Regions from separate parts of the Triticum aestivum genome. Here region 2 is linked to region 1. A link is a contact called in public Hi-C data. All regions are on one chromosome and are shown on one strand. Each heading gives the region's core, a stretch centred on a gene start, on an enhancer-like site or on the middle of the called end of the contact. The rest is flanking DNA. Distances are from core to core; before and after follow the strand shown. Region 1 holds the start of LOC123062417 (protein PAT1 homolog 1). Region 2 holds the start of LOC123062436 (regulator of MON1-CCZ1 complex).

The links. Hi-C and Micro-C count contacts between places; a contact is called where the count stands out from the background.
Region 2: a Hi-C map of leaf shows a contact between it and region 1, with 5 times the contacts expected there. The contact joins the promoter of LOC123062436 here to the promoter of LOC123062417 in region 1. A contact is called at or near these places in 4 of 5 Hi-C or Micro-C datasets (leaf and an unstated tissue) and 1 of 1 datasets of contacts at active chromatin or transcription factors (leaf).

Annotation. Positions count from the first base shown.
Region 1 is chr1A:520,717,528-520,720,172 of IWGSC CS RefSeq v2.1, reverse strand. It overlaps LOC123062417 (protein PAT1 homolog 1), which reads left to right and starts at 1,293. Exons shown (of 5, transcript XM_044485915.1): 1 at 1,293-1,554; 2 at 1,802-1,977. The coding sequence starts at 1,488.
Region 2 is chr1A:520,998,347-521,000,991 of IWGSC CS RefSeq v2.1, reverse strand. LOC123062436 (regulator of MON1-CCZ1 complex) reads right to left here and starts at 1,327. Exons shown (of 13, transcript XM_044485967.1): 1 at 1,016-1,327.

The DNA.
Region 1 (2,645 bases), core at 44-2,543:
AGGAAACCGCAACCAGACGAGCATCGATGACTCAGTGAACACGTAGTCTCTGTTGAGGTCAATGTGTACGGTGGAGGGTGGCCAGAATTGAAGGAGGCAGCAGAGTGTTGCGTGTCGGGCTAACTGTACTGTTAGGCGGCAAAGTAATACGACTTCTTGTACTGGGCGGGCCAGGCAGCACCGACACGACGATCTGATGTGGAGGAGGAGCTCCGGTTTGAGCGGTCGTTTGCGCCTTCTTCTTCACCCTCTCCTACATGTGCCGTTCTTGCGATCCGACTTCTTCTGGTCCGTCATGGCGACGAACCATGTGATGGGCCCCGACAGATCCATCACGACAACGACGGGCGGTGGAATGGGCCAAAATTTTATTTTGGCTAAACAATATTTCAAGAGGATTGAACCTCGTAGCTCACCAGTTTCAACTAGTTTTTAAAAATACTAGGTCTAAAAGGAATTGATAGTGTCAGCTCGGTCTCACATGAACCCATGAGACACACGCTCGCGCGCGCACACACAAAGAGAGATGGTCGAATGATAGGGGTGGTTGTAGATGGTGATGGTCCCCGAATCACGGGATAAGAAAGTGAGAGATATTGAGAAAGAAGTCGACTCAATCAGAGCGTTGCTTTCATGGTTTTCAATAATTCTCAGCACAGAGAGCGCGAGAGCAACTTCCTTTCAGTTTCTCTTGGCAAGTTAAACTCACTTGTACACACAACTAAACAATTCCAAATTCGCAAGGGCACCAAATTTATGCAAAAGTTCACCCAAGGTTTCCTACCACTTTCCAAACGGGCCCTTGCTTTCATCCGACAACACAATGATGATGACCGGTGCATGTGAGACCATTGCTCTAATAAAATTCGCTGTGGGAATATATGCTCAGCAAAACCTTTCCTACAACCATACCACACACCTAGCCTTAAGCCAATGAAATAGTGCCGTCATGCTCCGCCAGTTGTTACCAACAGAAAGGGCTCCATCAACGTGGCAAACGATCATTGGAGACTAACAAAAGCAAAGCTAAATAAAAAAAAAGCTTTATTTGAAGACATGAGGTACTACATCGCCACATCAACACACAGAAAGGGGGCCATTAAAGGGGCAGGTGGAGTAGCACACACGCCAAGCCAAGCCAAAGTCTCCTCTCAGCGCAGCACTGTGATCACTCCGCCAGTTTTTTCCGGTGCCATCCAGCAGTTGCTTTGTCCACACCGGCACGCCATACATCAATATCTATCTATCTATCTATCAATCAATAAATATAAATAATGCGGGGACTATCATTTTCGGCCTATATTTTTTATTATTGTCGAGTCCAAAGAGGGAAGGGAAGGGAAGGGAAGTAAAGCAGCCAAGGCGCGTCTACTGAGCGAGCTTTCCCCGGCTGTACCCCTCTCCGCTCCGCCTCGCAGCTCCCCCCAGATCCAAAACCCAAGCGCGTGCCCGCCCCCGGAATCCAAACCCTAGCAGCGCCGCCTGCGATGAGGGGCCTCCGGGCGGACGCCGGCGGCGGCGGCGCATCCTCCTCCTCGTCGGCCTCCACCGCAGGTGATCGCGATTCCTTCCGCTGCGGCGCTGCCTAGTGATGTTCTGGCGGGCTGTAGTTTGTTGAGTTTGATCCGCCTGCCCGGGCTCGGACCCCAGCGGCCTCACCGTCGAATCTGTGCTGCACACGACGCTTCTCCGCGTGCGTCCGCCGAATTTCGTGTCCCTCGCGCGCGGCCTTGGCAGATTTTCTCGTTTTCGCGTGGCACCGATGGAGATTTATGTGTTTTTTTTTTTGCTTCCTCTGCAGAGAGCTCGCGCTTCGACTCGGGGCAGTATTCCTTCTTCGGCAAGGCGCCGCTGGAGGGGCTGGAGCTCGGCGGCAGCCTGGCGGATGACGGGGGCCTGGACGGCGGCTATGGCGGCGGCGGGTTCGGTGGGCACGATGACGGGGCTTCTTACCAGCTGTCTCCTGTGGGGGAAGAGGTGCGGCTCTCGCCGGCTTTGTATCCGGCTTCCCTGCTGTTGCTATCGATTGTGTGCTGCACTGCCGCATGCTTCGAAGAGTCCTGATTGTGAGTTGGTGCTCGCTACTGTTCGAAAGCTGTGAAATTATGCGCATTGCATGTTTCACACGGTCCTGACTGTGTTTGTTGCTGCTTGCCACTGTTGGATGAGTCATGGCTCATGAGTGGATGCTCTTTTGTGCAGTAGGATGATAGCTCTGTCCTTTTTAGGTACATTCGATTTTTTTTTTTGTTTTTGCAAGGAGGGATCGTGGACTTTGGATGCAATAGAAAGAGATTTGCCCCTCTAGTTTTAGAGGGCGGTGAATCTGATTTAATATGATAAAAAAAATAGTAAATTGCGTCCCTAAGCATTATGATCTCCCCAAAATGTACCTAAGAAAACTATTTTAGTTGGTCTTTCCAACTGGTTAGGACTTGACTGAACAAAATTGTTCTCTTAGAAAATGGAGGATACATTGTCAACTATGAGTGTTTTTTTTATAATAATAACTCAGTACTGAGAAATGTAAATTGGGCAATTGTCAGCCGGAAAAGACGTGATGGTAGGATGTGTCTTTGGATCGAATAAAATTCCTTCTTTTAGCTGCCTTCCTGTTGTTTAGTTTCAGCTTCCATTGCTCTGTA
Region 2 (2,645 bases), core at 78-2,577, 280 kb before region 1:
AGTAAGTTACATAACCCTTCAATGTCAAACTATTTCTTTGGGGTGAAGTGAGCGTAGCTCAGATGGTTAGGTTCCTTGTGGTGGAACCAACCCACCCGGGTTCAAGTCCGTGCTCGCATTTTCCTGAATTTATTCCAGGCTTTTTGGCGATGTTCATTCAATGGGAGCCGATGTTCCCATCGAGTAAGAAGTGCCTGTGGTGACTTCATCTATCTCAACATTTGCCGGCTCGGTTTCCCGGAAGTGCTCATACAGGTAGGGTGTGCGTGTGTGCGTCCATAGGGGTGAGTGTATGCACGTCTTTGTGAACGTCTACATTTGTACTATGTTTCTCAAAAAAAGATATTGGGGAATGTGTATGGATACTTCCAGTTCACTCCTACTTAGCTACCATTCATATCATGCTATTCGATTCAGTGTAACAACATATGAAAATCAGCAGCAACAAATTTAGGGGTAATTAACAGATTGAAGTGCACTTCCTAAATATAATCACCCAAGGGCAGAGGAGCAAACAACTAAGCAGCAGGCATCCTCCTCATAGCCGAAAACCAAAATCACACTAGTGCAGAACCGGGCAATAGCACCGGTTCGTAAGGCCCTTTAGTGCCGGTTCGGTAACCGGCACTAAAGGACGCCAGGACTAAGCTAACACCCACACGGATCAAATTAGACCCCTATAACAGGCTCCTAACAATCCGGTAGCAACAAACTACCTTTAGCGAAGTACTAGCACCGAGTAGCAAAGAGACACTAATTACAACAGTGTATGTATATCACCCATCGTGATCTTCCCAGCAGCAACAGCAAACCAATCTGCAAGGGGAAACCTCCCAAATCTACCACCAGCCCGTGACCACTTGCTGCAAACCAAAACTAAACTAGGGAATTCTGATCCCCGATCCTGCTACGGCGCATTAGTACTAAATAGCTAATAACGAGTGAACGAACCATCACACTTGTCGGCAGGTGAAGAGGGGGGGATTAACGAGTGGAGGAGCGAGCGGGCGGGCACCTGGGACGCGCAGGTGGCGAGGATCCGGGCCAACGCAGAGGGGGCCGCCGGCTTCCGTTCCTTCATCCAAACCCTGGCCAGATCACGCGGCCATACCAGTGGGGAGAAGGGGAAAACAGCAGCGGCGGCGGCGGCGGCAAGGAAATTCGAGGGGGGGCTCGAGCTGGGGCGGCGGTCGAGTGAAGAGGGGTTGGGATTTGAGTCGCCTGGTCGGGGTGGTGGTGGCGCGAGCTCGTACCGTCGTCTTCTTCGCCGGCCGGTCCACGATGAGGCAGGCAGGGATGGAGAAGAAGGTCCGCGGAGATGGGTTCGGTAGAAGCTGAGATGGGAAAATTCACCGGCTTGGCTCGCCGCGGTATCTGGGCCTGGCGCTGGGCCGAGTGGTTCGCTGTAGGGGCATGGGCAGCCCGGCCTGAACCCGAAGCCCAAGGGACGTGCCGGGCTCGGGCTCCAGTTTTGGTCCAAAAGCCTGAATTGCCTCAAAATTAGGGTTTTATCAGAAAATATACTAACACCTCAAAAAATCAGCAAATATAGCTGTTACTCAAACAAAAATCAGAAAATATTGATATAATATAGTTTTAATATGAAAAGTGCAATGTTTAGTTGTTTTGGGTCGGGTCGACCTCAGGTTTTGGGGGGCGGCCCGAGGAATACCCAGGTCTAGTCACACGACTTTGTACATCGAAAATCATGGAGATAAGTATATTTACTACGCGTGAGCACGCATTAGAAACCACTTCGTGGGAGAGGGTCAAGGCGGGCGACTGAAACCCTAGCCACCACCCCGTCTTCTCCCCTTCTCTCCATCGCCAAGGTGCATCACTAGGAAAAGGCCGCACAGCGTTGGCACCATCGGGAGGTTGCTGATCGTGGTGGGCCTACTCTGGAGGAGTTGGTAGGCTACCATGGGTCGGCGACGGAGATGAGTAGCCGAGGTGCGGTTGTCGACAGGCGATGCTCGACAACATCGGTGGTGATCCAACGCGATAATCTCCAACGGCAGCCCCGCCTGGCTAGGTCACTGGAGAAGAGGGCGTTGGTGCATGGTCGTGGGCAACGATGAGCTTGACATCAGACTCGAATATGGTGTGCAGTGGCATTTGTGATTTGTCTCTGGTTTCTTTGGAGAGTGTTTGTGTCTAGTTTGAGGTGTGAGGCAGTTGTGTTGTCCAAGTATATGGATAATCTCCTCCTTGCCCTTTCCCCGTTTCATTGGTGTGCTTGTTGCCGACACCGGAGGGTGTCTAGAGCTATGTCTTTGACAGGCCTCCCAGGATCTGATGGATTCGTTTGGATTCATATCGCTTTCTTGGTCCTCGGAGTTTCCATAGGATCTTTTCGGCGTTTTTTCTCTAGGGCGTAAACTTATTTCGCTGATCGCAGTCACCGGCGTCTCATGGTCTGCATCAACGACTTTCTGGTTGTTGCTTCTACAAGCTCCTGATTTTAAACAAGTTTTGTCCCGCTGAGGTGGAGGCCCAGAGGCGGCATCGAGCTATGCTCACAGTGAGTCGTCAGTGGATGCAGGAGGAAGAAAACTTTGACACCCCTGATAATTTCAATGTGATGTTTTTTCTGTAAGGGTGTTTTTGTATGGACTTGTGATATTTAATATATGGCTTTAGAG